3 separate regions of the Mus musculus genome follow, and all the other regions are linked to region 1. Evidence: chromatin contacts called from public ChIA-PET and HiChIP or PLAC-seq data. All regions are on one chromosome and are shown on one strand. The core of a region is the stretch at or near the end of the contact, and the rest is flanking DNA. Distances in the headings are between cores, read along the strand shown.

What was found. ChIA-PET counts read pairs in DNA pulled down with a chosen protein or histone mark. HiChIP or PLAC-seq counts read pairs in DNA pulled down with a chosen protein or histone mark.
Region 2: an H3K4me3 HiChIP or PLAC-seq map of bone marrow-derived macrophages shows a contact between it and region 1, with 3 times the contacts expected there. The contact joins two enhancer-like sites. A contact is called at or near these places in 2 of 39 promoter capture datasets (the 3T3-L1 cell line and the C10 cell line), 2 of 15 datasets of contacts at CTCF or cohesin (the NIH/3T3 cell line and large pre-B cells), 31 of 484 Hi-C or Micro-C datasets (B cells, the G1E-ER4 cell line, Th2 cells and 11 more), 10 of 115 datasets of contacts at active chromatin or transcription factors (the 230-238 cell line, the NIH/3T3 cell line, the SCID.adh cell line and 6 more) and 1 of 9 other capture datasets (embryonic tail).
Region 3: a contact with region 1 is called in an RNA polymerase II ChIA-PET map of effector CD8 T cells, with 56 read pairs. The contact joins the promoter of Cul1 here to the enhancer-like site in region 1. A contact is called at or near these places in 18 of 39 promoter capture datasets (the 3T3-L1 cell line, 3T3-L1-derived adipocytes, the C10 cell line and 12 more), 3 of 15 datasets of contacts at CTCF or cohesin (the NIH/3T3 cell line and large pre-B cells), 7 of 484 Hi-C or Micro-C datasets (centrocytes, double positive thymocytes, group 2 innate lymphoid cells and 4 more), 29 of 115 datasets of contacts at active chromatin or transcription factors (the 230-238 cell line, CD8 T cells, DN3 thymocytes and 20 more) and 4 of 9 other capture datasets (adipose tissue, embryonic tail, liver and 1 more).

Annotation. Positions count from the first base shown.
Region 1 is chr6:47,633,796-47,638,508 of GRCm38.p6, forward strand. No RefSeq gene overlaps it. Among named protein-coding and RNA genes, the nearest start is that of Gm40371, 15 kb to the right of the region's middle. Within about 2 kb of position 2,861, at least 116 of the 459 cell types and tissues checked have an H3K27ac peak or open chromatin away from gene starts, as enhancers often do. A contact at or near this core is called in the 230-238 cell line, CD8 T cells, the HPC-7 cell line and 14 more, where this site is marked.
Region 2 is chr6:47,388,184-47,392,896 of GRCm38.p6, forward strand. No RefSeq gene overlaps it. Among named protein-coding and RNA genes, the nearest start is that of Cul1, 64 kb to the right of the region's middle. Within about 2 kb of position 2,433, at least 59 of the 459 cell types and tissues checked have an H3K27ac peak or open chromatin away from gene starts, as enhancers often do. A contact at or near this core is called in bone marrow-derived macrophages, where this site is marked.
Region 3 is chr6:47,451,862-47,456,574 of GRCm38.p6, forward strand. It overlaps Cul1 (cullin 1), which reads left to right and starts at 2,458. Exons shown (of 22, transcript NM_012042.4): 1 at 2,458-2,622.

The sequences.
Region 1 (4,713 bases), core at 1,611-4,110:
TTATGTATGTTGTTGTGCATCTCATAATTATTATTATTTGTTGGTTTGCTTATAGGTTCTTGGCTTCCTGCTCCAGCAACTATGTCTGCTGCTTGCTGCCATGCTTTCCCATTGTGATTAACTATTATCACTATGGACAAACAAATCTAAATTATTCTGTAACTTGCATTAGTAAAGTGTTCTTATCACAGTAGTAACAGTGGTACCAGGAGTAGGGTGTTAGTGTAGAGAACCTGACCATTTCTTTTTAAAGGAATGTGGTAGACGACTTTGGAAGTTTGGACTAGAAAGGGCAGGTATTTTTGTTTGTTTTTGTTTTTTGGTTTTGCAAGACAGGGTTTCTCTGTGTAGCCGTGGCTGTCCTGTAACTCACTTTGTAGACCAGGCTGGCCTCGAACTCAGAAATTGGCCTGCCTCTGCCGCCCGAGTGCTGGGATTAAAGGCATGCGCCACCACGCCCAGCTAGAAAAGGCAGTTTAACAGATCATTAATCCGAGTTTAAAGGGCCATCCTAGTAGGAGTTTAAAAGACAGTAGTACTGAGAACAATGCAGGGTATGGAGGTCCAGTTCACGTGATTTTAGAGGAGAACATTATTAGAACTGGGTTAGAGGTCATTCCTGTAATATTGTGACAAAGAATTTGGATGCCTTCTGCTGTTTTCCTAAGAACTTGTCTGAGACTAGATTGAAAAAGTAATGTAGGAGGGAATCAGAGAAATGGCTCAGTGGTTAAGAGCACTGACTGTTCCTTCAGAGTACCCAGATTCGATTCCCAACACCCACATGGCAGCTCACACCCATCTGCGACTTCAGTTTCATGGGATAAAAGCCACCTCTGGCCTCTGTGATCACCAGACTTGTGTGATGCATGTAAATACAGGTAGCTAAAACACCTATACACCTTAAGAAAAATCTTTTTTTAAAAAGTAAATTTTCTATGGTGGAGATTTCAAGGCCATATAATATTGAATCTGTGGTGTGGTGTGGTATGGCATGGTATGGTTGTTGTTGCCATTAGGTTTTTCATCGTCTCACTATGTAGACTTGGCTGGCCTAGAATTTATAGATATAATATGAAAAACATGTAAATTATTAGACAAACTACTATGACTAGTATTAAATTCTCATTTTAGTTAGATGACAAAATCCCCAGAGCTATAAAGTTTTTATTGGCTCTAACTAGCATCTAGCATCTGTGAGCTGATGAGATGACCCAGTGGTGACAGCTAGCTATCAGGACCAGAGCCTGGATCTCAGACACACAATAAGCCAGATGTCCCGCAAAATGCCTTTAACTCCAGATCTGAGGGATCTGATATCCTCTTATGGTCTCTACACCTAAAACCATGCACATCCACACATCCACACATAAAGAAATAAATATTTTTAAAAAGAAAATAAGACATAGCATTTGACAACATTTCTAATATGTTTGCTAAATTATATGCTTCTAAAATCATTGTGTCAGCTAACTTAGTCTTCAGAAACCTCTAAGCTTTTGGTACCATTATTTAATTTGTAAAAGTTTTATTATTTTATGTGTATGGATGCTGGTATGAATGTTTGGGTTCTACAAGTATGCAGTACCTGAGGTGACCAGAAGAAGGCGTTGGATCTCGTATAACTGGAGTTATGGACAATCGTGAGCTGCCACATGGGTGCTTGAAATAGAATCTGGGTTCTCTGCAGAGCCAGTACTTTAATTTTATTTATTTATTTATTTATTTGTTTGTTTGTTTGTTTATTTATTTATTTATTTATTTATTTATTTATTTATTTATTTTTGGTTTTTTCAAGACAGGGTTTCTCTGTGTAGCCTTGGCTGTCCTGGAGCTCACTCTGTAGACCAGGCTGGCCTCGAACTCAGAGATCCGCCTTTTCTTATTTGCAGTTATGTGTATGTGTCTGTGGATATTTGCAAGTGAGGTCCAGAAGAGGGTGTCAGATCCTTGGGAGCTGATGTTGCAAGTCATTGCAAGTTGCTTGATGGGAACTGAACTCTGGTCCTCTGAAAGAGCAGCAAGCAACTGCAATGGCTGAGCCATCTCTGTAGCCCTGGTACTATCATTTTATCTAGGACAAATTTTAAATGTTAACTTATATTTAGGGTTTCTCTCACGTTTCTGAAATTCCCAGTGCAACCCTAATGACCCATTTCCACTCTCCCCGTTCATTACAGTAGAGGTTTAGGAAGCCACCTGGGCCTCCCCCCCCCCTTCCCCCACTAATTCGCTGTCTTTGAAATCACAGGGAGAACATTTACTTACTAGGAAAAACCTAAGAAATATTTTCAGTGAACTGCTTTATTTTGACTCAGTGGAAAAACTTTACCAAAATTTCTCAATAAGATGTGTGTGTGTGTTTAGACTAGGAACTTGTATATGTCTTCAAATGTCCCATCTCAGAGCCACTTTCCCAATTCCACAATTCTAAAATAAATAGATAAACAACAACCAAGACAAAAAAACGTCCTGAGAAAGGTTTATGTGTGAACTCTGTTTCATATTTTTGTTTCGGGCTTAATTCATGCCTGACAAAAACACCCAGGTCCAACCCACATCTTCAAGGGAAACACCCTTTTTTACAGGATATAACTTCGTGTTATTCTGGCAGTTTTTAATGTGCATAACACCGAAGTGTAGGTAATCTCTCTCTTTGTCCTTATTCTCATAATACATATTTAATTGTTTTAAAATGTCACTGTCTCAGTTCCACAGTGGGTAAGAAACCATGAGTAATATGGGGAGGGAGCTAAAAGGAAAAATCACCCATAAAGGGGATTTTACACGCACAGAGCCTCACAGAAGGCTCAGATCCTAGCTGGTGACACCTGCTGATGTGACTCTTTATTTCCACCCTAGAACTACCCTTGCAGGGCACATGCCAGGCCCCACCCCAACAGGCCAGGCTCCCTGACTCACAAGCCTTGGGACCCCAGGACACTTCCAGTTTTCAGAGGTACTGCCTCCCACCCTACGTTTCTGTCAGAGCAGGCTCTTGACTCAGTTTCCTTATTTTGCCTTACCTATTGAGGCAGGGCGAGAGTTCCCAGCAGATCTCTTGCAGACCTCGTAGCTGCCCTCAGCCCTCCGGGTTTACTTTCATATTTAGTTAGGCTCTACCCACAATGCATTTGTAAAAAACTGAAATGCAAAAAAAGCTTGGTGGTTAACCTAATTCTCCAAGTCATTGCTTATGAAACTTTGTTTCACTTTCATCACGTTTGGCATGTTGATTTTATGTGTTTTATTTTTAATGGTTATGGCATAGGCCCTAAAAATATCTCCTTAATTAGAAAAGATCCTAGATAGGAATTATAAATAGTCAAAGACTGGCATTACTGTTTAGTTGGTCTGGGGTTGTGGGTTATTGTTAAATTGTTTAACACTGTTTCCCCCCATACCCATGCTTGACTAACGTGGGGAAATTTAAGATTACATTTAGTCCATTATATCAGTAGAAAACTTTTTTTTTAAAAAAAGAGATTACTTGTTTTAAGTATTCTGGTAAGATTAACTTTCTAGTTACACACATGTATTAACCTTCAAAGTGTCTGAAAAGAAAAAATATGCAAAGAAGAATCATTAAATTAAAACACTAAGAAATGTCTTAGTTAGCTTTGAACTTACTAAAGAGTAAACAGCAGTAAGTTTCCATTGTAAGCAATTGTGGAGGGAGGGGGAAGCCCTTATAGAAGAAACCATCTTTCCCAGATATTGATAGCATGAACTTATGTGCCTGATGCACTGTCCTGATACAATTTAATCCAGTATGGATTTTTGAGACAGACTCGCCTTAAACAGCCTAGGCTGATCTTAAACTCCCTATATAAGAATTTACCACTTATTCCCTTTTTAAAATATTTCTACTTGTATAATTGTGTATGGATGGGAAAAATCTCGAAGATAATACATGAAATTATTGACAGTGTTTACATAACTCTTCAGGATTTCAAGTCCAGTGACCACTTAAGAATGCACTATTCTTTTCTTAGTATGGTGGTGGTGATGGGGAGCAGGGGCGTGAGATGGAAGGGGGTGTTTATAGAGTTCAGAAGAGGGCATCTGATCCTTCCCAGCTGGACTTAGAGGCAGCTGTGGACTGGCTAAAGTGGAACTGAACTCTAGTCTTTGGCAAAAGCAACATGTATTCTTTTTGCTTGTCTCTTTGGTGGTTTGTTTTGTTTTGTTTTTGAGACAGAGCTTTTCTATCAGTCCTGACTGTCCTGAAACTCAATCTTAGAGCTCCTCTTGCCTCTGCCTTCCAAGTGCTGGGATTGTAGGTATGTGCCACCATGCCCAGCAGTTATTCTGTTGTTGTTTTGTTTTGACACAAGGTCTCATAATGTAGCTCTGGCTATCCTGGAACTCATTATATAGACCAAGCTAAGCTTCCAACTCCAAGAGATCTTCTTGCCTTTGCCTTCTGCACACCCAGCTGCAACACTGAGCTACCTCCATGGCCCTCAGATTTTAAATATTACATTTATTTATTTAGTGTGTGTGATGGTTTGTTTATCCTTGGACCAGGGAGTGGCACCATCTGAAGGTGTGGCCTTGTTGGAATAGGTGTGACCTGGTTGGAATGGGTGTGTCACTGTGGGTGTGGGTATAAGATCCTCATCCTAGTTGCCTGGAAGTCAGTCTTCCACTAGCAGCCTTTGGATGAAGGTATAGAACTCTCAGCTCCTCCTATGCCATGCCTGCCTGGAT
Region 2 (4,713 bases), core at 1,183-3,682, 250 kb before region 1:
CTCCTCCTCCTCCTCCTCCTCCTCCTCCTCCTCCTCCTCCTCCTCCTCCTCCTCCTCCTCCTCCTCTTCCTCCTCCTCCTCTTCTTCCTCCTTCTCCTCCTCCTTCTCCTTCTTTTTAGGACGGTGTATGTGTGTGTGTACCTGCATGAATTTATATTACTACCTAAGGGCATTGCCCTAGGAGGCCTACACACACATGTGAACACACATAAACACACATGTGCACACACACACACAAATCTATAATCCAATAAAGAGCTGGCAAAGTATAAATAGAAATGACTCAAAACTCAAAAGACTCTTGGGTATGGGACCATTCACTAGAATATGACCAACCACATAGGAACTCACAGTGATTGTGATACCATGCCTAAGACCTGTGCAAACTCAAGCCAGACAAGATCACAACATGGAGGGGAGAGGTAGGCATGAAGTCTCACTCCTAGCTGAGGAGCTAATGGCCACTAATAGCTGCTGGTAGATAGATAAAAATATAGTCAAGAAAAAGCATAAAATATTCACCTTCATTTACATAAATACTAATCGAATCACGCTCAGGTTAACAAGAATAAAAGAATGACTAAGATTGTTGACAAGACCACATCAGAAAAACCTCTCAGTCACTGTTAGCAGTGAAAACTGGGAAATTTTATGAAGAGCACTTTATTAGTACCCATCAAAATTACTATACAAGGATATTTTGTCCCAGAAGTTTTAGTTCAAAAGATTTATTCCATGGATATTCATTTAATTGTGAAATAAACTAGGAATAAGTTAATTTCAATATTGTTTGTTATCAAACATTCTAAATATATTCTTTAAAATAGTAAATAATATAATAAAAATTTTTAAAGAACTACTTTGGGGCTGTAAGGATGACGCAATAAATACAGCACACACTGTGAAGCATACGCTTTTAACAATAAAAAAAAAAAAGCATATGCTTTTTTCCGGAGCCTACAAAGAATTGGATGCAGGAGTTGGGAACTGGGGCTAGATTCTGAAATCCCACCATTCCCAAGGTGAGATGGGAGGTGGAAACAAAAGGATTGCCTAAAGCTTGCAGGCCAGCTTGCCTGGCACATTCAGCAGTGAACAGCAAAAGACCCTGCCTCCCTGCCAGGGCCAGACTCTTTCAGAAAATTGACTGTCCTTCTCCCAGAAGCTGAGTTGCTAATATTTCCTTGGGTAGGTGTGGGACTTTGAACCCTCCTGTCATGTCCATGCTGGGAATTTGTTTGGCTTGAACTCACATAGGTCTGGATGCTCCCCCAACCACTGTGAGTTCATATGTAGTAGACTATGATCCAGTGGATGGTCCCCATCCCAGAGTACATGACCAGCACAAACTGGACTGGGTGGATTTAAAACAATAAAAAAAGATGATACAAAGTTAAGTGGGTGTAGAATGAGGGGTGTGGATGGATCTCGGGGAGTCGAATGAGAGGGTGAATATTTATAACCCACTGAATGAAATTCTAAAAGAATTTTAAAGCCTGTCTCAAACAAGGTGGAAGGTGAGGGCTAACACCAGAAGTTGTCCTCTGACCACTACCACAGGGATGCTCTAGCACTTGTGTGTGCATGAACACACTCACACACACACACACACACACACACACACATACCACAGTAACATGCACAAAAATTTTATTTCATTAAAGGAATGTTAGCACAAGATTTTCCTCAACAAAAATATTCAGTGTGCTATATGTTACTGTTTTCTACAGGAAGGTGTTATGTTCTTTAAAAAAAAAAAAAATTGCCTTGACAAAACCCAAAAGAAAGACTCTAGGAATGAACCCTCAAAAGTGTGAAGCTCCAGCCCTCAACGTGGGTCTGCAAAACATTTAAATTAACTCCACACAAAGCTGGGCTGGGGCTGAAACAGCCTCCCCTCATGGTTCCCATGCAGAGAGACTGGTCCTTGCTGGCATATAGAGCCAGGGCTGTATTGATAAATGGGCTCCAGGAAAATAGAGCCAGTCGGAAGAGAAATAGAATCAATGAAAGAGAAGGTTCACTCGCTCCAGGCAGGTTCTTTTGTAGTCGAGCAAATAAGAATAGAGCAAAGGGATTTTTTTCATTAAAAAAATCATATAGAACAAAATATTTACAGCTGGTGTGTTGTATTGGAGTGGCTCTAAAAAAATAAACCAAAAATATTAGAACTGACTGTGGCTAAAACGAAAAAGGCTGTTTACCTTGTAAAAGCTGGTTGTTTCAATCTTGTAAAGATGAAAAAAAGGTTTTTTTTAAAAGAAAGACAACCCATTTTTTTAAAACAGCTTTCTCTCCCTAAATAGCTTACTTTTTGGTTTGCAATGAATTTGAAAGCTTTATTTAAATGTAAATTGGGTGGATGGATGTGGCGAGGTAAATTGATATACAGAAGATTAAAGGTCACTGAGAGAAACCTCTGGCCTGTATATTCAGTGCATTTAAGAATGCTCGTTTGTCTCTTTTGCTCAGTGCTAGAGAAAGAAGTGGCTGGGAGTTGGCAAAAATAACAAAAGGGAAACTGTAAAACCGCCTGTCTGAAATCTGTTCTCTCTTCGTGGTTATTTGGGCCAGGCCAGCTTCTTCTTGCCAGCGCTTCTCACATCAGCCACCATGAGCATGAGGAATCAGCACATCTGATCCTGTGCCAGCCAGCTCATGCTGTAAGGCTGCGTGTTCTGCGACTTTGCCTGAGTTTATGGAATTACAGCACCAGTGGGGGTGGGGGTGACAATCCCATACCCTTTCATCTAATAGGTGATGAAAATAATAAAAAACAAAACAAAACCAAACCAAAAAAACCCTGATGTTTTGAAAGTCACTAAACAATCCTAAAGAGGCCTCCCTGTGTGGATGGCTAGTTTCACTTCTAAGAAATCACTGGCTATTGGCAAGCTAGAAATTACCTTTGGTTATTTTAAAAGATGGCTACTTCCCAATGATCTAGAGCCAGGATTGCTGTAGTTTATGCAAATATCTGTAGACAGTATTTTTAAAATACAGTGGAGTAACATACAGAAAGCACAGCAGTGGTCTGGGCAGCACAGTGAACAGGTACCAACCAGACTTAAGAGTACCAGCACAGCATGTTCTGTACAGGATTTTTCCAGATTGTACAGTAAAATGGTCTTCTCTTTGAACAGGAAGTTGGAAGAAGAAAACACTAAAAGCAAAGCAGATCTTAATTACTGACAGACAACCGTTCTTTTGTTTTTCTTACTTCCTGAGCAATCCATTCAATATTGGCAAAAGGAATGTTTTACAATAAAAGTTGACAAAGCATCACAGCAATGCTCATGTAGAGTTAAAATACACATTTGTAAAATACAGTACACCTGTCTACTCCCTGCCAAGATGCCAGCTTTCCCTCAGGCGAACTGCACTGGGCCAGTCTCTCTTCAGAAGAACTCGGTTCCTTCACATCCTGTCAAGCAGGGAAACAAAGCCAAAGGCAGGTTGAACTGAGGTCAGTTGCTTGAAGATGCCAAAAGCCAGGCAAAAAGTCAGAAAAGAGGATTCAATGATGGGTGGAAGTCTGAAAATGAATAGCCAGATATATCAAGTTTAAACTAGGACAAGCCCCCCAAACAGAGATTATTTAGGGGACAATCTAAGAACAAAGTAGGCAAGGAACTCCTGAATGGGCACTTTAAAGGTGCAAGTTAGCTATTCTTGGTTGTCATCTTGATGACATCTGGAATTAATGGGGCACACCTGTGAGGGATTGTTTTGCCTTCTTTGAAGTGGGTAAATATACTTCTAGCCCAGACCTCTGAGGTAGGAAGACACACTCTTGCCCAGGATCTGGAGACAGGAAGACACACCTTTAATCTGAGCCACATTTTCTGCTGGAAGATTATATAAGGACATGGGAGATGGAACATTTGCTCTTTGCCTGCTTGCTCTGGCCTTGCTAGCAAGTGCATTCCTTCACTGGCATTAGAGCCTATTTCTTTGGGAATCTAGCATGAACCAGCTGAGGGTTTTGTGGTTGAAAAACTTCTGGATTCTTGGATTTTCTGTTCACAGGCAGCCATTGCTGGGTTTACTGGATCATAGCCTTGTAAGCCTTTCATTCATATATATATATACATACATAGAGAGAGAGAGAGAGAGAGAGAGAGAGAGAGAGAGAGAGATTCATTCTATTAAGTTGTTTCTCTAGAGAACCCTGACTAATAGAGTAGCTAAGAAGCATATGAAGTAGGTGTGGCTATATCCACACAGACATTCTGCAACACTCAGGACCTCTTCTGCAACAGGTACCTATTAATTTAAAGAAATAGGAATTTGAAAATATTAGCAAAGCGACCAAGAGCAGCTAATACAAGATAGAAACCCAGTCATGCACCAATAGATACTATAACTACACTCTCCAAGAGAAAGAGCAGCAAGAAATACACTTGCTAAAGAATGCCATCACTGTTGTTTACAAGCAAATTCCATGTGATTATAACCACATAAGCTAAACAAAGTGGGTCTGTAGAGTTGGCTCGCCAGTTAAGAATATTGGCTGCTCTTAGCCGGGCATGGTGGCGCACGCCTTTAATTCCAGCACTCGGGAAGCAGAGGCAGGTGGATTTCTGAGTTCGAGGCCAGCCTGGTCTACAAAGTGAGCTCCAGGACAGCCAGGGCTATACAGAGAAACCCTGTCTCGAAAAAACAAAAAACAAACAAACAAAAAAAAAAAAAACAAAGAATATTGGCTGCTCT
Region 3 (4,713 bases), core at 1,208-3,707, 180 kb before region 1:
CATGCTGTGAGCAGGCTTCAATGTTCTTCCAGCAAAATACTGGAAAAAAAAAAAAACTGGCAAACTTAAGAAAAAATCCTGCACCCCAACCCATACCTGAAGGCACACATGGGAAGCTAGCAATGAGGTATTTTAAAAATAGCTATTTTAAAAATAGCTAATCTAAAACTTGCGTTTTTTCCAGTTCATTATTGTTTCTAATTTACAAAGAGATTTTAATCCCATTGACTTTGTCCTGATAAAGACCTTTGGGACAGTTTTGAGCTTTGATTCTGGTGTCACTCTCTTTCCAAACTGGCTCATCCAAAGAGATATCCATTTTGCTGAGACAGAGAAGATGAAGAGTGTTTTGAGCATGAAAGTTACTATTATATCTTTTTATCCTGTTAGGTAGGGTTATCTGCTCAGAACAGATGCCACCTGGTTGCAAAGTGGACACAGGTGAATGAACAAATCAATGAAAATGATAGTATTGACAGTAAATAAGATACTTTAAAACAAGGAATGGAGGCAGGGCGAATCAGGGAGTGGATTCAGATAGATTAAATACTTGTATTAAGGCAAAATGGGTTGGAGAAAACCCTCAAGTTGACATACAAACTCATATCCAGAGGTGAAAAATCACAGGAAAGGAGACCATATAGACTGGTGAGACTGAAGACAACAGATTAGGAAATATAGAGAGGAAGTAAACTGTTTTCTATGAATACATGGGAATCCAGTTTAAAATGAAAGCCAAAATATACAAGGAACAAGCCTTACATTTATCTCCACCCTTACCATATGTCTACAGAAAAGTTACTAAAAACATGTTTCTTTTGAATGAGTTATTGAGGTGTTTGACATAAAACAAATTAAAAACCTTTTCCCCAGACAAACGTAAAGATAATATAATTTGGTATACACATGCAGAAACAACACTTCTAAAAAATACTTAATAGATGTTGACAAAAAGCTACAGTTCGATAGAAGACACTAAACCAGCAGTTCTTAACTTCCTAATGCTGTGACTCTTTAATACAGTTCACCAGGTGACCCCCAATCAGAAAATGGTTTTTGTTGCTATTTCATAACTGTAATTTTGCTGCTATGAATCGTAATGTAAATGTGTTTGGAGATAGAAGTTTGTCCAACGGGTGTCCATCCACAGAATGAGAACTGCTGGACTACACACCAGTGGGACTTTCTTTTGAGAGGAAGCACGGGTTACTCAAGTTGTGGATTTGAGACCTGTCAGGTCTGCTGAGGATTTCTGCCCCGAAATGGTGCATTAGAAAGAATCTCTGTGGTGTTCTAGTTTGGTGAAAAGTTACAGAAGTTACATCAAATACATCTTTGGCCCAGATGATGAGCTAACTGAAAATCTTCCCTTGCTAGTTCACAGAATTAAATGGCAGATCTAAGCTAGGATATTAAAACAGCTGCCTCTAACAAGGTATGGGGTAAATCCATTCTTTCTCCAGCCTCTCACCTGTGGCTAGGGGTGTTGCCAAATTTACAATTGAATATTACAAAGCACAAGATGACAGCAGCTGATTTCCAATGGGTGAGATTATTCTAGATGTAAGAATACTACTTCATGCCATCCCAGGTTGGAATCGCAACTCCCAACTCTCCCTAACTAAACCATATACAGTGAAAGTGAAAAAAGGCTCTCAAGAAGGAAGGGAGGCCACTGCTGAAAAGTATTAAAGAGGGAGACACACATCCACGTGGGTATGTGGGCAAGCTGGAGGTTTCCGCAGGAGGATCTCCAAGGCCTGCAGGTAGAAAGGGGGGTCGGTGAAGCAGTAGCACTTTTCTCTTGAGTCCGCCTGCCCATTTGACTTTCTCATCTCACGGTTGGGGATACTGCCTCTGGTTCAACTCCAGGACAGGAGACACCAGCCAGGATCAGTGCAGTTGGGACCCATGTCAGCTCCCGGGAGGTGCATGGAGGGGAGGGGCAGGGGAGCTCAAAGCCCCTCTCCCACAGCCGCTTCCGGAAGTGTCTTCAGAGGTCAGAGCCCCCAGCCTCGGCTCGGTCTCCACGAGAAGTCCGAAGTGGCGGGAAGCCGGCACTCGAGAGGCCGCCCCGACGCGAGGGCGGCGGGAAAACCTGGCGGAGGATTCCGCTCGTCCGGCAGGACCCGGCTCGGCGTTTGGGAAGCAGAGGCCATGGCTCGCAGGTAGAAATGCCCGCGCGAAGCGGGTCCTGGCCACGAAGCGGGTGACCAGGGCCTCTGGGGGGGCCGTTTCCGTGCCCCTCCCGCGCCGCCGCAGGCCCGGCGATGGCGGCGACGGTTTCTTGGCTCCCCCGCCCCGGACGCCGATGGCGGTGCGTTCCGGCCCTCCCTCCCCCACGGCTTCGCCCCGCGGTCGCCAGAGCCGGTGAAGCCGGGAGGGCGGGGAGCGGCGGAGGGACGGCGAGAGGGCGGAGGTTGCGTGGTGCAGGCGGCGGCGGCGGCGGCGGGAGGAGGAGGGCCGGCAGGCGGGCAGGGGAGGAGGAGGAGGAGCGGGCGCCGTGTCGCACGCAGCTCCAGGCGGGGCAGCCCGGGCGCTGAGGGACGCGGCCAGACCTCGGCGGGCCCCGCGAGCACTACACGCCGTCGCCCGAGCGTCGGGGGGCGCCCGGAGATGCGGGTGAGTAGCGGCTCGGGCCGCGGTGGCGGGAGGCAGCGCAGGCCACGGCGGAGCCGCGGCGTCGCAGTGACTCGGGCCGCGGCGTCCGAGCCCGGGCTGCCGGCGAGGCCTGAGGCGCCGCGCCGCGGCTAGGCGGAATGGCGGCCGGGCCGGAGAAGTCGTGGGCGTAGGACGCCGAGGGCGGAGCGGAGCGGCCAGGCCCGGCCTGAGTCACCCGGCCGGCCAGGCTCGGCCTGGGCCGGGACTCGCAGGGCCAGGCCCTGGCTACGCACTGGGAAAAAGCCGGACTCACCGCGGCCTGTGGCGCCGACCTCGGCGCCTCACGCGCCACCCCTCCCTTCCCCTCGGCCCTGGGGGTTCCGCTTGGCCGGGGTGGCTCAGGGCCGGGGGACTCGTGCTCTCGGGGATCCGGGGGCACTCATTGTTGCGACGGTGCGGGGCATGATTATTGGGTAACAGTGGTGCCGGGCTCCGTTCTCTCTGGGAGCGTGGCCGAGCAAGGCGCGCCGGGATGCGGTGTGCTTTTCCAAAGGAACGGAGCCCCCGGGCGTCCGCCAGCTCTCCTCAGTCGAACTGGGCCCTCCCTGTGCGGCGGCCTCGGCGCGTCCCCGGTCCCGGCGGGAGCGCGCGCTCTGACCCCAAAGGTAACCCGGCACCGGGCCAGGAGGACTGAGTCGGGGGCTGTAGACTCTGCGGGCCTCTATTCTTAAATCCCGCGTGGCCCTGAGAACCCCCTCTTTCTGTCACCTGTGCACTGTGTTGTTACTCAGGAGATAACTAAGAAAGCAAGGAACACTTGCACTCTCATTCCTTGAGCCTAAGCCCCAAAGTTAAGGGAGCTAGGTATGCCAAAAAAGGAGGATTCCCCTTTTCTGAGAGGTCACTGTTGATACTTGTGGTTAGTTCACAGTCGTTGGGGGTTTGTGGGACGGGCACGCATGCCGAAATGCAGTCAAGTTGTTCAAGTGCTTTTAGTTGCCCTGTGTGTACTTGCTCTTTGCTGGAGTAGCATTAAAACAGCCAAAAGCTAAGAATGGAATAAATGATTACTGTTTTAGAAAGGCACTGGGGTGACAAAAGAGGAACTAAGCTCCTTTTACTTCAATTTTTAGGACCTAAACCTAACACTCTGAAGAAGCCAGTGTAGTTGAGGAAAATAAGGATATGAGGTCTTTCTTTGTTTGAGAAGGCTTTAAGATTTCTCTTTTTACTTAAAACTTGTATTTGTTGCTTCCCATAGTAAGTTGAAACAGTTATAGCTCATTTTAAATTCTGAGTATGCAACACAACACTGGCTTGTTTTATCTTCTATTCTGCCCATTTTTGGAGGTTTTGGGGAGCATTTACTAAGCCTTAAGCCTGGGAGAAAAGACCAAAGTGCTTTCTAAAAATGCTAACCTTTCTCTTTCCTCCCTGTTGGCATCATCTTTAAAAAACTGTTTTGCCCAAAAGACAACCAATTTTAGATAGGCTAGGGTGTTTGTAAGATACATCTTTCCTGAGTCTTATGGTCAGGCCCTGGAAGGTGTGGCCCAAATTCCTAGTATGTCACATACATCTGAAGTCTGAGCTAATTTGGCCAGGTGTCTTTAGATATTACATAGACTCTGTTGTTCAGGGAACTCCACCTTCTTGCGCTAATTAATTTTGTCAGTGCAGGCTTATTTCCCATACATGTGACTATGAAATCATTGAAGACACAGACTAAGTCCTTTACTTTGTAACCCTCAGATAACAGAACATGATCTTGCTGGTACCATGAATGATTTTTTTTTTCTTTTTTGGACTAATCCTAGGGTTTTACTACTCCCCTTCATTTTGGCTGCAGAAAACATAGTCACTGTTGCTGCTGAGCTTGTTAAAAGTGCAAGTTTACTATTATGTTGCATGCTTCCCTAGAGTGAAAACTGTTATTTTTCTTGTGTCCCCCTTCCACCTGCATAACTACATACTGTATCCTAGGGAAAAAATGGTTGAGGGTTTCTTTAGTTGTGGAAATCTAAACAGTTTGTAAAATTAAAATTAATCATTCTAATTTAAGGAGTCAGTATTTTTTTAAAAAACAAGTTTGTTTACCCCTTTGCCTTTGAA